2 separate regions of the Mus musculus genome follow, and region 2 is linked to region 1. Evidence: chromatin contacts called from public promoter capture Hi-C data. All regions are on one chromosome and are shown on one strand. Each heading gives the region's core, a stretch centred on a gene start, on an enhancer-like site or on the middle of the called end of the contact. The rest is flanking DNA. Distances are from core to core; before and after follow the strand shown.

Region 1 (6,483 bases), core at 1,274-3,773:
TGAGTCAACCAAATGCTTGTTTTAAAGAGCACTGAATAAGATTCTAAGATTATCTACCTCGTTTTTCCCATGACATATTGCCATCTATCCCCAAAGCATTCAGTTTCACTACACGATTTACTACTAAGTGATACTAAGTGATGGTAACCCATGTCAGCTCGAGTGAGGTACCCTGTTATGTTCACCAGGAAAAAGGTATGTATTCACTAAGAAAAGTTCTGTCTCAGCCTAAGGAGTTCCCACATACTCTCTTGGAGATCTGGAAGTTGTTTATAAGTTTTAAAAGCTAGTAAAATCGGTGTAATTCTATAGAATTTGTGGTTTGTTGCCACAGTCACAGTTTTAAAATTCCACTACCCATTTAATCTTAGTCTAGGGGTGGGCAAAGAAAACTGAAGCTTAAATTGTTTTTTGTGTGGTAATTAAGATACTAGGTAAAGCTCTTGGGGTCAGTTTTGTTTTCAATCCCTTGATCTTCCCTCTCAGGAAGCAGGGACATGTAACACATATTTCATAACTTTAGATAAAGTGTGCCTTACTATTTATATGTAAGTGAAAGTGGGTGTTCGTCATGTCTGCTGATCTCAGGAAGAAAACAGTATTTAGAAATGAAAGTTACTTCCATTAAAGACCTTTAATTACTATTATTGAAAACCTTCTCCTGAGTGCTTTAATATATTTTGATATTATTCTGGAACTTTAAAACGTGTTAAGCAATAATAAAAAATACAGTTCACAAACTACACTTCAAAGTAACAAAAGTATTATTTGAAATTCCACTTAGTATTTTACACTGAATTCTTTAGCATACTACCTTGTATCAGAAGAGTCTGACCTTAAATAAAGAAGAACTCTTTGAAAGGAAACTCACACAGAACCTCCTGCTCTATCTTGCAGGCCAAAAAGGAAAAAGAAAAAAAGGCAAATGACAAATAGAATTTACTGGCGATCTACTATAAGCAAAATCTCTAAAAGATGCTGTCCATTCTAACTGTCTTTAAAATTTCCTTTCTTATAATACAATATAATTGAAGGGAGAAACAGTGTGCTATAAAGGGTAAAGAAATACTAAGCAATAGAAAAAAATAAGAATACTTTATTTTACGAAATGAATACGGGACCTAGGGCAATGGCTCAGGCCTGGTACTTGGAAGTCTGAAGCAGGAAGATCATGAGTTAAAGGCAAGACTGAACAATTTAGAAAGGCCCTGCCATAAACAAGCACACAAATAAACGAATGAATGGATGGATGGATGGATGGATGAATGGCTGAGGCTCACTGATTGGAGTCTAGACCAGCAAATGTAAGCACACTCCTCCAGTACCCGTCCCAAAAGTAATCTCATAAACACAGAACTTCTGGCAGCAGGCAATGAGGGCACCAGGTTCATATGTAAACAAAGTAAAATTCTTCCTCTTTATTCTAAATCTGGCAACCAAATTTAACCCAACTAAAGAGCTGAGCCAAGGACGTCACAGAAAAAAATTTTTTTTTTTTTAATGTTCAACAGCAACTGGTGTTGGGCCATCGGAAACAAAGTCCTTTGTGAATGCTCATCAGTGGTTTCTGAACTAAAGCCGCCTTTATCAAGCGAGAAAACTGATTGGAAACCATCAACTTTGCACACTAGTTCCTGACACCTAGGCCCCTTCCCTACAAAGCAGCAGTTCGCAGTTCGGGTGAGGACCACAATGGGACCACTAGGCCTATTGTTCTGAGAAACTCAGCACCCGCAGCGCTGCAAGGCTCGAGAACCTGCACAGGTGTGGGGGAGGGCTAGGGGGTGGGGGGCGAAAAGGTGAGCTCAGGGTCATGACTAAGGGGACAAGAGGCCCAACTGGTAGGAGACACAGAGAAAGGAGGGGAGGATAAAGTCATGGCTTGGGGCTACCAGCGGGCGTGACGGGTTAGCCGCGGCGAGGGTCGCAGAGGCCAGGGGCACCGAGCACAGCCGAGGGTGAAAGACTCCGGGAAGGGGAGGCCAGCCTACCGAGGCGGGAACAATGGCCCGAGTCCCTCCAGAAGACAAAAGCACCGAGCTGCGGGCCCCGGGGCGGCGGTTACCTGCGAGAGCTGCCGGGGATGCGGGCAGCCGAAGAGCGCGGAGCTGGAGCTGAAGCTGATGGCTCCTCGGCGGCTGAGGACGTGCTGGGGGACCGGCCTGTCCAGGGGCAGCACCGGCAGCTGGTAGCATACTTCCATTGAACACGTCCGCCTTGGATCCGCGCGGCGCCCGCCAGTCCGCGGTCGCCCGCCCCTGCGCTACGAGGGGGCCGCGCCGCGGGGACCCGGGGCCGAGGCGCGCGCGGGGCGGGCGGCGCTAGTGGCCGCCGACGCCTCCCGGCCCTCCGCGCGGCTGGCGGCGGGAAGGGCTGCAGCGGGCTCGGGAAGCCGGGCGGGCGGCGTTAAAGGGGAACCCGCCGCCCAGGCGCTCCGCGGCGCGAGAGCTGGCCCGGGCCGCGAGCACGGGCGCGGAGCGTAGAGCAGTTCGGCCGCCGGAGCCCTGCCCCCTCCCCTCCCCCGAGCCTCACTCCGCTCCGCCGCCGGCGCGAGCCCGGCGTAATTCACACTTTGCAGCAGCGGACCCTGCGCCAACCACGGCCGCCGCCACCGTGACGTCACGACGCCGCGCCGCATGCCCCGCGCCCCGCGCCGCCGCCGCGCCCAGGAGCCCGCCGGCTGTCCGGACAGGGCTGCTCGCGTCCGCTGCGCTAGGCGCCGCGCCGCGCCGCGCCGCGCCCCGCGCCCCCCCGGCCCCTCCCGCCTCCCCGCAGCTCCCTCCCCGCAACCCGCGGCGCGTGCGCAGGAGAGTTACGTGGGGCATCCTCGGGCGCACCGACCCGGAGTTTGTTCGGCCTACCGGATCGGCGCTGTTTCGTCCGACAGATCCAAAATGCCCAGAGCACCGGGCGCCCTCTCCGTGCTCCGCCCGTCGGGGCACCGCGCGCGTCCCCTGTGGAATTCCCGTACTAGGGCGTCGCGGGAGGCCGCTGCGGCGGTGACGCCAGCAGATCTCGGGGGCTCAGTGCTCCCGCTATGTCACCGTCCGTGCCCTACCTAGGCAAGGTTCCAGTGGCTTCCCTTGGCAAGTGAGGCCCCAGACTTTCGGGGCCTGCAGAGCAGAAAAAGACCAAAAACTCCCGAGCGAGAAGGAGGGTCTTTGGATGGAGAAAAGTGAAATTCTGCAACCAAGAAAATGAGAAATGACGATATTGGGAAGACAAAGATGACAAAGAGACCAAAAGTTCCCCTAGCCAACCATCGCCCTTCTTTGTTAGTGTTTGCTGGCTAGGATGTAAGAGAGCTTTTCACCTGTTTTGGTAAGGTGAGGATATAATTTGCTTGTTCTTTTAAGTTTCTGCCCCAAACTGCCAAAGCTTTTCTGCAGGAGCCGACTGTTTCTGATGCTTTGAGCATCAGATACTTTTAGCATGAACGAGCTCCACACCCCCACCCCCACCCCCGCCCCCTGGCAAAATAGATTTGGATCATTTCTCAGGGCATCTAGTCTCCCAGTTATTTAAGATTGGCAAGGTGGCAGGTCTTAGAAGAAGTACAGTGCTGAGCCTGGGCTTAATGATGCTATAAATTGAGTACCGAGTGTACATGATCAGATAAACGGACAAAGGTGGAAGGTGTATTCTTTTATTATTTAAACCTCGTGCCCCTGTGTATTTTCTACATGCCAGGTCTTCATCATGTTTTACGATCCGTTCTGTGTCATGGAATTTGCCTTCACTAGATGAAGAAGCACTAATGAGATTCTTTTAGTGCAGCAACTGATCTCACTGCTTTTGAAATCCTAATTAGTCCCTGTAGTAGATGTGTTAAGCATCTCACTTGGGATTACACCGAGCACTGTGGGCCACTTAGTCTTCAGAAAGTCGTTTATCAGCTGACTAAATTGGAAGTAGATTCCTAGAAACAAACTTGCCCTACACCTAGGACAGATAAATCTCAAGAACTAACCTCAAGTGATATGTACGGACATGGTGGTACAAACCTGTAATCGCTGCCTTTGGAAAGCTAGGGCAACACGATGAAGAGTTGAGAGTTAAAGATAAGCTCAAGTATCATAGTGAGTTCAAAACCAGGCAGACTACATAGTGAGATTCTATCTCAAACAACAACAACAAATTTGAGTACCTCTACACAAAGTTGATACTGGTAAAATTTCATTGAGTAAAATATACCACATTTAGTAATATCCAAATATTTGATTAATTAAATAATAAGACTCACTACTAAATAGGCAACTAAACAGTACATTTCCAGTAAGGTCTATTTCAGGGTCCTTGTTTGAGCCAAGAGCCCTGGCAGGTATTTTATATACAGTATTTTTACCCAACACATAGTAATTTGATCTTATTTATACAAATGAGCAGTCCCTTTCCAAAACTAAGTCACTTCCTTAGTAAACGCTGGTCTGACTTGAGAGCCATGTCTTCCACCATAGCATGCAGTATTATGTTTTCTGTATTGTTGGGAAGGCATTAGGGTGCATCAGAGGAACTCCAGAAAGGGTGAGGGGAGATGTTAAAGAGAGATTTCAAGAGATTGGCTCAAGATTGCTAAAGCTGATGTCTAGAGAGTAGATGGACAGACAGACAGTAATAGTGGACTTTGCATTCTGGGATCTGAAACTGATAAGAGAAAACTGCCAGGCTGAAAAGATAGGCAGGATTTCTTTCTATGCTGGAGTCTTCAGAAAGAAAGTGCAAATCTTCACTCTTAAACCCTTTAACAGAATAGACAAGGCCCAGCCACTTTGAAGAGGGTAATCTGCTTAACATCTAGAGATTAAGTGTTGCCAGCATCTTGACCTATGTTGGGCCAAACAACTGGATGTTACAGCCTAACCAACATGGCACAAAATGAACCACCACAGAGAGAAACTTTAAACTTAAGTAATGAAAGAAATCCCTTTACCTAAAGCAACAAAAAATAAAGAAATAGAAAAGAAAATCAAGATCCATACAAAGGATGCTTTTATACTTTTATATGCTAGTATGTTTTATACTATACTATACTATAATGTAGTGGAATACACAAGACTTGGATGTTTAACAAGAATGTCCTCTGAATATACAGACTTACAGCACTTTAACATGACCATGGAACATAACATAGTCCAGTGTATTTTAAACAAGATGATTCTAAAACTGCCCAAAGAAGATGGTTACTTAGTACAGTGCTATGAAATAGCAAAGTATGAATATGGATCAAAGAAGCAGAATCACTAAAAGTGGTGCAAAAAGGATTTATTGTAGAGATGTGTTACTATACCAGGCTTTCTGATGGAGAAGCTGGTGTGGTAAGGTTAGGAAGGAATGATTACAGGCTTATAGAAAAGCCACTAAAGTGGCAGCAGGGAGGGGACCTAGTAAAGAGGTTTATGAAAGCCTTCAGCTTCAATGTCTGGTAGTGAGTGTGAAGTCACTAGGCAGCTGCAAAGAAGTCAGAGGCTTGGACAAGTTGTGATCTATGAGAAGAAAATTGGAACCCTTGTTGTTTCCTCACTGTGTCTCACCCCAGTGACCCAGAAGATGCTCGTGCTGTTAGCTAAGGAGCTAGCCCTGGACACAGAGAATAGAGATGCTTCAGGCCTGGGGTACTACTCCTTACCATGAGGCAAGTTGACAGAACAAGACATTTGCACAATGTCTACAATGTTCTATAGACCTTCCACATATAATGACTTCATATCCACCTTTCAAATCTTGCAAGTCTTTGCTATGGGTAGCTGAAACCAGAGCCATAAAAATGGGGCATGGGGGATGGGGAAGAAGGCAACGTCTGGGAAATGCAGACCTAGTTAGCAAAATTGATTATCAGGGCAGAATCACTCCAGATCTATCCATGTCACCCTGACATCCATGATCACTTAAGCATTTCATACTTCTTCCTGGAATATGTAGCTTTCTCTTGTACAGCTCTAGCCAGATCATTCCCTATCCAAAAGAGATTATAAGGTCTTTGAGTTACATTCATTCCTACATGTGGCAAATGACAGAACCTCCCTAATATTCTGAAACTTAAAAACTAGCGTATAAGGCTACCTAGCATTAACCAGTATTGGAAGAGTGAGATAGAGAGAAGTAGAAAATAATTGATTAAGATGTACAGATCTATGTCAAAATACTCATACCTCTTGTCGTCTGTCCTTGTAACTGCATGTGCTAGTGTTCAGATGACTATCACTCATAAATGCCATCTCTCTCTCTATCATGACCATTGCATACTCAGTTTGCCTTCAGGAAATGTCTTAGCTGGTAAGGTTCCTTGCCTTATGAGTGGACCAAACCTTCCCTGAGCAATCTATTATAGGAAGTATTATAGTTTACCCACAGAGTCTGAACACCAAGTACCAAGCACAGTGCTAAAGTCTCCTGCATTTCTTCTTTGGCTGTGTAGCTATGGAGATGACATAAGCATCCCCTCCTGGCTCTGAGAGTTAACTAGGAGTCCAGAATGGTCCAGAA
Region 2 (6,483 bases), core at 2,360-4,859, 2.7 Mb after region 1:
CCATTCTCTGTTATCTAAAATTGAAGAAAATACCTCTACCTCTAAGTGTTTCTCACAACCTTTCATATAACATTGAAGAGCTTCTGTAGAAAGTACTTCTAATGGAGAAATTGCTTTTCTTCTTCATGTGTACTTGTATAAATTTATAGGTATGGTGAGATATTTTGACAGATCCAGACAGTTGCTAATGATCAAGTCAGTGTAATTAGCACACCCTGAGTCAAAGACAAAACGAGCTTTTGAAACTCCGTACTTTTGATTTTTTTTTTTCAATGTACTTCATTTGATTTTTCTTTAAATTCAGTGGTTTTGTTATCTTGGTAATTTTTCCTCCTTTTGGGATAGTGTCTCATGAAGCCTTATGTAGCTAAAGATGACTGAACTTCTGATCTTCCTGTGTGAACCTTCAGAGTGCTAGGATTACAGGCATGCACACCATGTGTGGTATACGTAGTGCTGAAGATCAAACACAGACCTTTGTATGTGCCAGGCAAGTATTCTATCAACTGTGGCAGAACATTTGTATCATAATACCATTTTTATATAGTCCATCTATTTAAATATCTAGCTGGAAAGATTCAAGTCAGCAGTAACTATGCAATTTCTGGTGATTCCATTCTAAGTAAATAATAAATGAAGCTTATTTTCTCATTACTACTTGACTAAAGAATTTGGGTGACTTTCAAAAACATCCAAGCAAGGCTGGCAAGGTGATTTGTTGTACAACAGCGCTTCCAATACCCAGAGCCCACGTGGCAGAAAGAGGCAGCAGAGGTCCCTTGACCTCTGCTCAGGTGCTCCAGCCAACAAGAGCCTCCCCACCCCCTGCTGTTCCAAACACACACTGAATAAAGAAATGTTAAGCAAAATAAAACAACTTTGCAGTTCTTAATGGAAGGAACAGCTTTCCTTTTTTCCCCATTATTAACCTTTTTAGTTACCCTACAAAATAGTAAGTTTCATTAAGCAGTTTCTTTCTTAAAACACAGCAGGAGTCATCTGAAAGATCCTAGCAGGAGTGGAGATGTAACACATGCTCTTTAACTTGTTTGGTTAAAATAAATTTCAGCTTCTAAAAATACTGTGTTCTTCCCCAGCTAGCTTCTTGCCATTTAAAATTTGACACAGTGCTTACCAAAGATGACTCAAAATTCAGTTATTCTTATTTCCTGCATTCTTGATTTCCATACAGAGCTGCAGAATCTTTCCAAGGAAAAAAAAGTGGACCTTCCACCCACTCCTACTTTCCCCTGGTAAAACTGCCCTGGCTGCAGTTTACCTTCAAGGTAAACCAGGGAAATGACCCAGACACTGCCTTTCAGGGAGCAGGATTCCAACATGTGAGTAGTGGTAGCAGGTACTCCTGATTTTAAATAATGCCTCTCAAGAGGCCCAATGGCTAAGAGCTCCTGCTTTGCAAGAATGAAAACCTGAGATCAAATCTCCAACATGCAAGTAAAAAGCCAGGCATGGCTGGCTGCTCTCTTGTATACCCTCAGCTTTGCACGGTAGAGACAGGCAGATTCTGAAAGTTCATTGGCCAGGCAACTCCAACTAAATGCTAATCTTCTGGTTCAGTGGGAGACAGTGTCTCAAGGAACTGAAACCATCAGAGAAAGACATACTATACTCTTCTCTGGCCTCTGCATAAGGACACACACACACACACACACACACACGACAGAGAGTGAATAATGATTCTGGTATTGTGGCTATGTAACACCATTGCTTTTTTGCTGATTCTAGGGGAATAAGACTACTGGATGTGAAATGTGTTAAGATTTAAACAGGCAACATATGTAAATAAATTGACACAGATTAAGTCTTAAGGAATCCATAGTTAATAGTGTTTTCAAAACAATTAACGATGCTACTCAACCACAATGAGATCATATCCTGATAAGCCCCTCAGTAGATGAAAATATCACTTAACACCCATCACCTACTGGACAAACCAGCTAAGCAACCATGCTGGAGAGTATTGGTTGCTCACATTTGTGATCCCAGGCTGACCACAAACTGAGAGTACGGTGCCACTGCCCACTGTAAGTCATACCCCAAGAGGAAGATCAAAGCTCAACAACCCAAAAGAAATAAAAAAAAAATCACTAAAGCCAACCACTTTAGCTGTCAACATAAAATAGTTTCATTAGTTGGAAAGTAAAAAACAAAACAAAACAGAACAAAAACCTGGAGAATGAACCAAATTGGAGAACATTCTAGAAATCTCTCCAGAGTCTGCTTTTCCGATGTGTATGGAATCTGTGTTGGTTTTCGTTGTTGTTATTTGCCTTGGTTTTTAGTTTAGTGAGTATTACCTAGGCCTAGATGACCCTTCTAATTACATAGTTGAGGAGAACCAAGAACACTGATTCTTCTTCCTCTACCTCCAAAATTAGAGGATCACAAGAATGTGTTACAGTTCCTTACTTACATGGTGCCGAGACAGATGCCAGCGCTTCGTGAATGCAAAGCAAGCACTCTACAACTGAGTTATATGCCCCGTCCCAGCACTTAAGTTACTGAGGCAGCATATAAGGCCTCTCCAAAGATTCCAAGAGTGGTGTAGAAACCTCTGAGGGTTTTTGTCCTATCCACAGCTAGACAACTAGACACTCTGCTCATCACCCAGGGTATCAGCTTGGAAGCCTGGGTCTGGATTAACTTTTATGAGCCCTACTGTTGATCCTACTGGGAGAGAATAGGACCATTATCCCAATTTTTGAGCCAAAATTAAAGTAAGTTTTATTAAATGCTGGCCAAGACTATGGACTCTACCCAGATCCATACTCAGGATTCCCAGAAAACGGCCTCACACTGTGCTAATCTGGTGATTATAAAGGCACAACCTACAAGGCTGTGTATTTGCTGCCTTGGGGGTAAGCATACATCCTGCCTATGTACTTCCTGGTCCATGTGATTAAGGACATCCTGAGAAGTTGAAGCAACCAACCTTGTTTACAGAAGTGAAAACATTTTCATGGCTTGTTATCTTGCATGAATAGTAGCCCCCAGAATCCAGGAAGTTATCTGTCCGTGGGCAGAGAAAGTTATCTGCATTATAGGTTAGAGACATTTTTGTTTTATAGATCCCTTCAGCACAGGAATTAAAACTTAAAATATAACTTTAGCCCTCACAGTTGGAGTATATCATTTACCAAGCTGTAAAGGGCAATTAGGTTGTCTGATTTCACAAGACCAGGTTCACCGGATGGTGTCCAGCTTCCCCTGGTGAATGAGTGACCAGAACGAAAGCACTCTTCACCTCTGCTGAACTTGGATCCTTGAAGGTGGGGCTGACTAGAGTTACCAGGCTGTACAATGCTGTCTGGCCACATCTTGGAGCTGGGCACATTTCTCGTCCTCCCCTCAGGGAGGGGTTTATAGTACAGGCAGTTTTTTCAAAGAGGAACATTTCCTTAAACAGGACACCTTAGGCTTATCTGTTGTAGGAGAACAATTAACACAAGCTTTGTGAAGATCTGCAATTGAGAAAACACTGAGTTCCAAGCCAAGTCCAGTCACTTACACTGGCAGAGTCCATTCTCAGAGTCATCAGAGGTACGGGGTGTTCTCTAGGACTTGGTCCTGGTCCTGAGTTAGCACAGAGGCAAATAGTCCTTGCCTAAGAGTTGATGTTCCAGGAAAAAGTAGATGTGTGGTTGCCAGGATGACTATCTCCAACTCAGCTGGGTTTATTTTCGTCTGCCATTTTAAGAAGATGTTGGCTCAGGGGACAGACACATTCTGTACCAAGCCAACAGGTACCCTGCCAAAAATTCTGTGTCAAAAGCTGATGATGAGGGCTGAGGGATGTATGTCAGTTGGCAGAGTACTTGTCGAATGAGCACAAAGACCTAGGATCAATCCCCAGCACTGTGTAAAGGGATTGTGGTGGCACATATCTGCAAGGTCATCCTAAACTATATAGAAATATCAAAGGAAACCAGACAACTTGAGACCCTGATTTAAAACAAGGGAAAGGACTGAATAAAATAAATAGCCTCTGATATTTGGGCATTTAAATTTGTTGTTGTTGTATTTTTCCTGATTTCAGAACTCTTGCTGGAACAATCTCTACATTATGGTTGACTGTAGAAAGAGCTTCCAAGTTAGCGAGCTGAACCTCCTACAGATGAGGGTTAGAGGAGTAAGTATCTCCTCAGGAACTAATGCACGTGATTATGGGGCCTTACTAAATCTAAACTTCTCGGGTCAGCATCAGTCTTTAGTAAGACCTTCAGCTGACTAGACGGAACCCACCATGTCATAAAAAGTATTCTTGCTGCACAAAGAATCCATTGGTTTTCATGTTAATCTCACCCAAAGATGTTACAGAAACATCTAAAATAATGCTTGACTGAATATGCAGCCCCATAGCCCAGCCAAGTTGAGATGCAGAATGACTCACGCTGGTTTCTAAACACCTGCCAGTCTCCTACAGCCTCTGACACCATTAACCACAAAGGGGAGGGGGGGGGGAGGTTTTCTCTTTCCCTTACCCATCTCACTGTTAGTCTAGACTCACTACCAAAACCAGACATGAATATTGGGCTCTTACTGTGAAAGCAGAAGGTGCAGAGAAAGTTCCCTTCACACAGTTGATCAATAGCATTAGAAGTAACAAGAAATGAGAAAATTCACATGGTCCAAGTCGTCAGGCTCCTAACACACACAGCATGCTCTGCTCGGGGCCTTCCCTAGCCTACACACTTGCCTGGAAGGCAACAACTCCTTTTCAGTTCCTTGAGCTGTGGCTTTTCTTCCCCAAATCTTCTCTCATGTTCCTTTCCTCCAGGGAGGGTGGTTGTGACATCTGCACACAGAGACGCCGTGGGAGGCAACAGCTTCGTCCGTTGGAGTTTAAAGTCTAACGCAAACCCTGAGCCGTTATCTCACTATCCACTGTTACATAAGGAAACAGTCTTGACTGACACCCCTTTCTGTGGTCATGAGTTGTTTCCTCATTGCTCTTCCCTCAGCAGTCTCACCTTTAACCCAGGAAGTGAGGAGAACATGTTTCTGCCATGTGTATGTACCTTAGGCCTGAATAAAGCAGGGCTTTCATTATTTTAGATTGAACTAAAGAAGATTTAGCTACCTTGAAAAGCAACACTCACAAGGGGTTTCCACTAATAGCGATCCTCATCTCACTGTGAATGGGTATATAGTCATGCATGGTGTCTTGAGGACTCCTTTGATAGAATGATATAATCGACAGAACATGTAGACCCTGAGGCACTATGTGGAGCACACATCAGCAGGAGTACACACCTAGCTTGTTTCCAGTATTCAGTTTCTTACTCTCCCAGGCTGCACCTTCACTATGATGATAAGCACACTTCCCACCCACATGTGAAGGCCCTGATCCATGGCACCTGTGGAGACAGCCACAGACCATCACTCTTCTTCACAGCCCATAGCCGTGCCAGGAAGTCCGAGTTGAAATCTGTTCTCAAATGTTCTCATCCGTTCCATGGAATCATGTATTTCTGGTAAACATCTCTTCTTCTACTTAGACCAAGCCAGTGAGGGACTCAGCCAACACAGAAAGAAGAGCAGAAGGAGAATACAGACAACCCTCCCATTCTCAACGGTCAGCATTCAAGGCCCAGTGACATCTTGGCTCTTCCTGGATCTCATTTGTCAGTGCTTCCTGGAAGTCTATACAGTAAAACAAAGTGTGCATGTCTGCAGTGTCCGTCCAATAAATGCCATCTCTATATAGGTTGGTTAGTAATAGGTTTCTAACACCTGAGAAAACAGGAGGAGAGAGGGAGGCAAATCCTGGAAATTATATTATGAGGCATTCTTTGGTGCTTAGATTATGTGCAGAGAGTTAAATGAGATCATTAACATAAAATTTGTCATTTGTAAAGTGAAATTCATAGCTATGATTCTGTAGACATCTTTAACTAGGAGTAAAAATGATTCCTTAAAGACTAACAGATTTGTCATGCTTTATCATTTTCTTATTTTTATAAAAAATATTCCAAGACTGAGTCTCATATATTCCAAGTCTGGCCTCAAACTTACTGTGAGGCTCAAACTTACTGTGAGGCTGAGGATGGCATGGCCTTCTTACCTCTACCTTACAAGAGTTGGAATTACAGGCATACAACACCACTTCCTACAATGCTGGCACTGAAGCCAGGGTTGCACGCTATGCAGACAAACACTCAACCAACTAAGCTACATATCCATTCTCTTCACAATACATTATCTCTATCGCTGGTTCCCAAGGGTCTCAGATAATATAAATTAATCCTTAGATTCATGGGATCTTGAGTACAAAGCAACGTGTGCATGTGTGTTGTATACGTGTAAGAAAATGTCATGATCAAGCTTGTTAGTGCATGTTAATAAAGAAAATCAACACGTGCTACAGAAACAGACTAACAGCATTTAATGAACTGTTTATATGTCTCATGTATATTTAATGCCTGTCCTCACAGGTGTTTAGAATCAGCAAGACAAACTTCT

What was found. Promoter capture Hi-C pulls out the DNA fragments that hold promoters and counts their contacts.
Region 2: a promoter capture Hi-C map of pre-B cells shows a contact between it and region 1, with 11 times the contacts expected there. The contact joins the enhancer-like site here to the promoter of Pde7a in region 1. A contact is called at or near these places in 3 of 39 promoter capture datasets (the C10 cell line, cranial neural crest and pre-B cells) and 3 of 115 datasets of contacts at active chromatin or transcription factors (double positive thymocytes, large pre-B cells and thymic regulatory T cells).

What each region holds. Positions count from the first base shown.
Region 1 is chr3:19,308,799-19,315,281 of GRCm38.p6, forward strand. It overlaps Pde7a (phosphodiesterase 7A), which reads right to left and starts at 2,524. Exons shown (of 13, transcript NM_001122759.2): 1 at 2,066-2,524. The coding sequence starts at 2,203.
Region 2 is chr3:21,983,427-21,989,909 of GRCm38.p6, forward strand. No RefSeq gene overlaps it. Among named protein-coding and RNA genes, the nearest start is that of Gm31813, 22 kb to the left of the region's middle. Within about 2 kb of position 3,610, at least 164 of the 459 cell types and tissues checked have an H3K27ac peak or open chromatin away from gene starts, as enhancers often do. A contact at or near this core is called in double positive thymocytes, pre-B cells and thymic regulatory T cells, where this site is marked.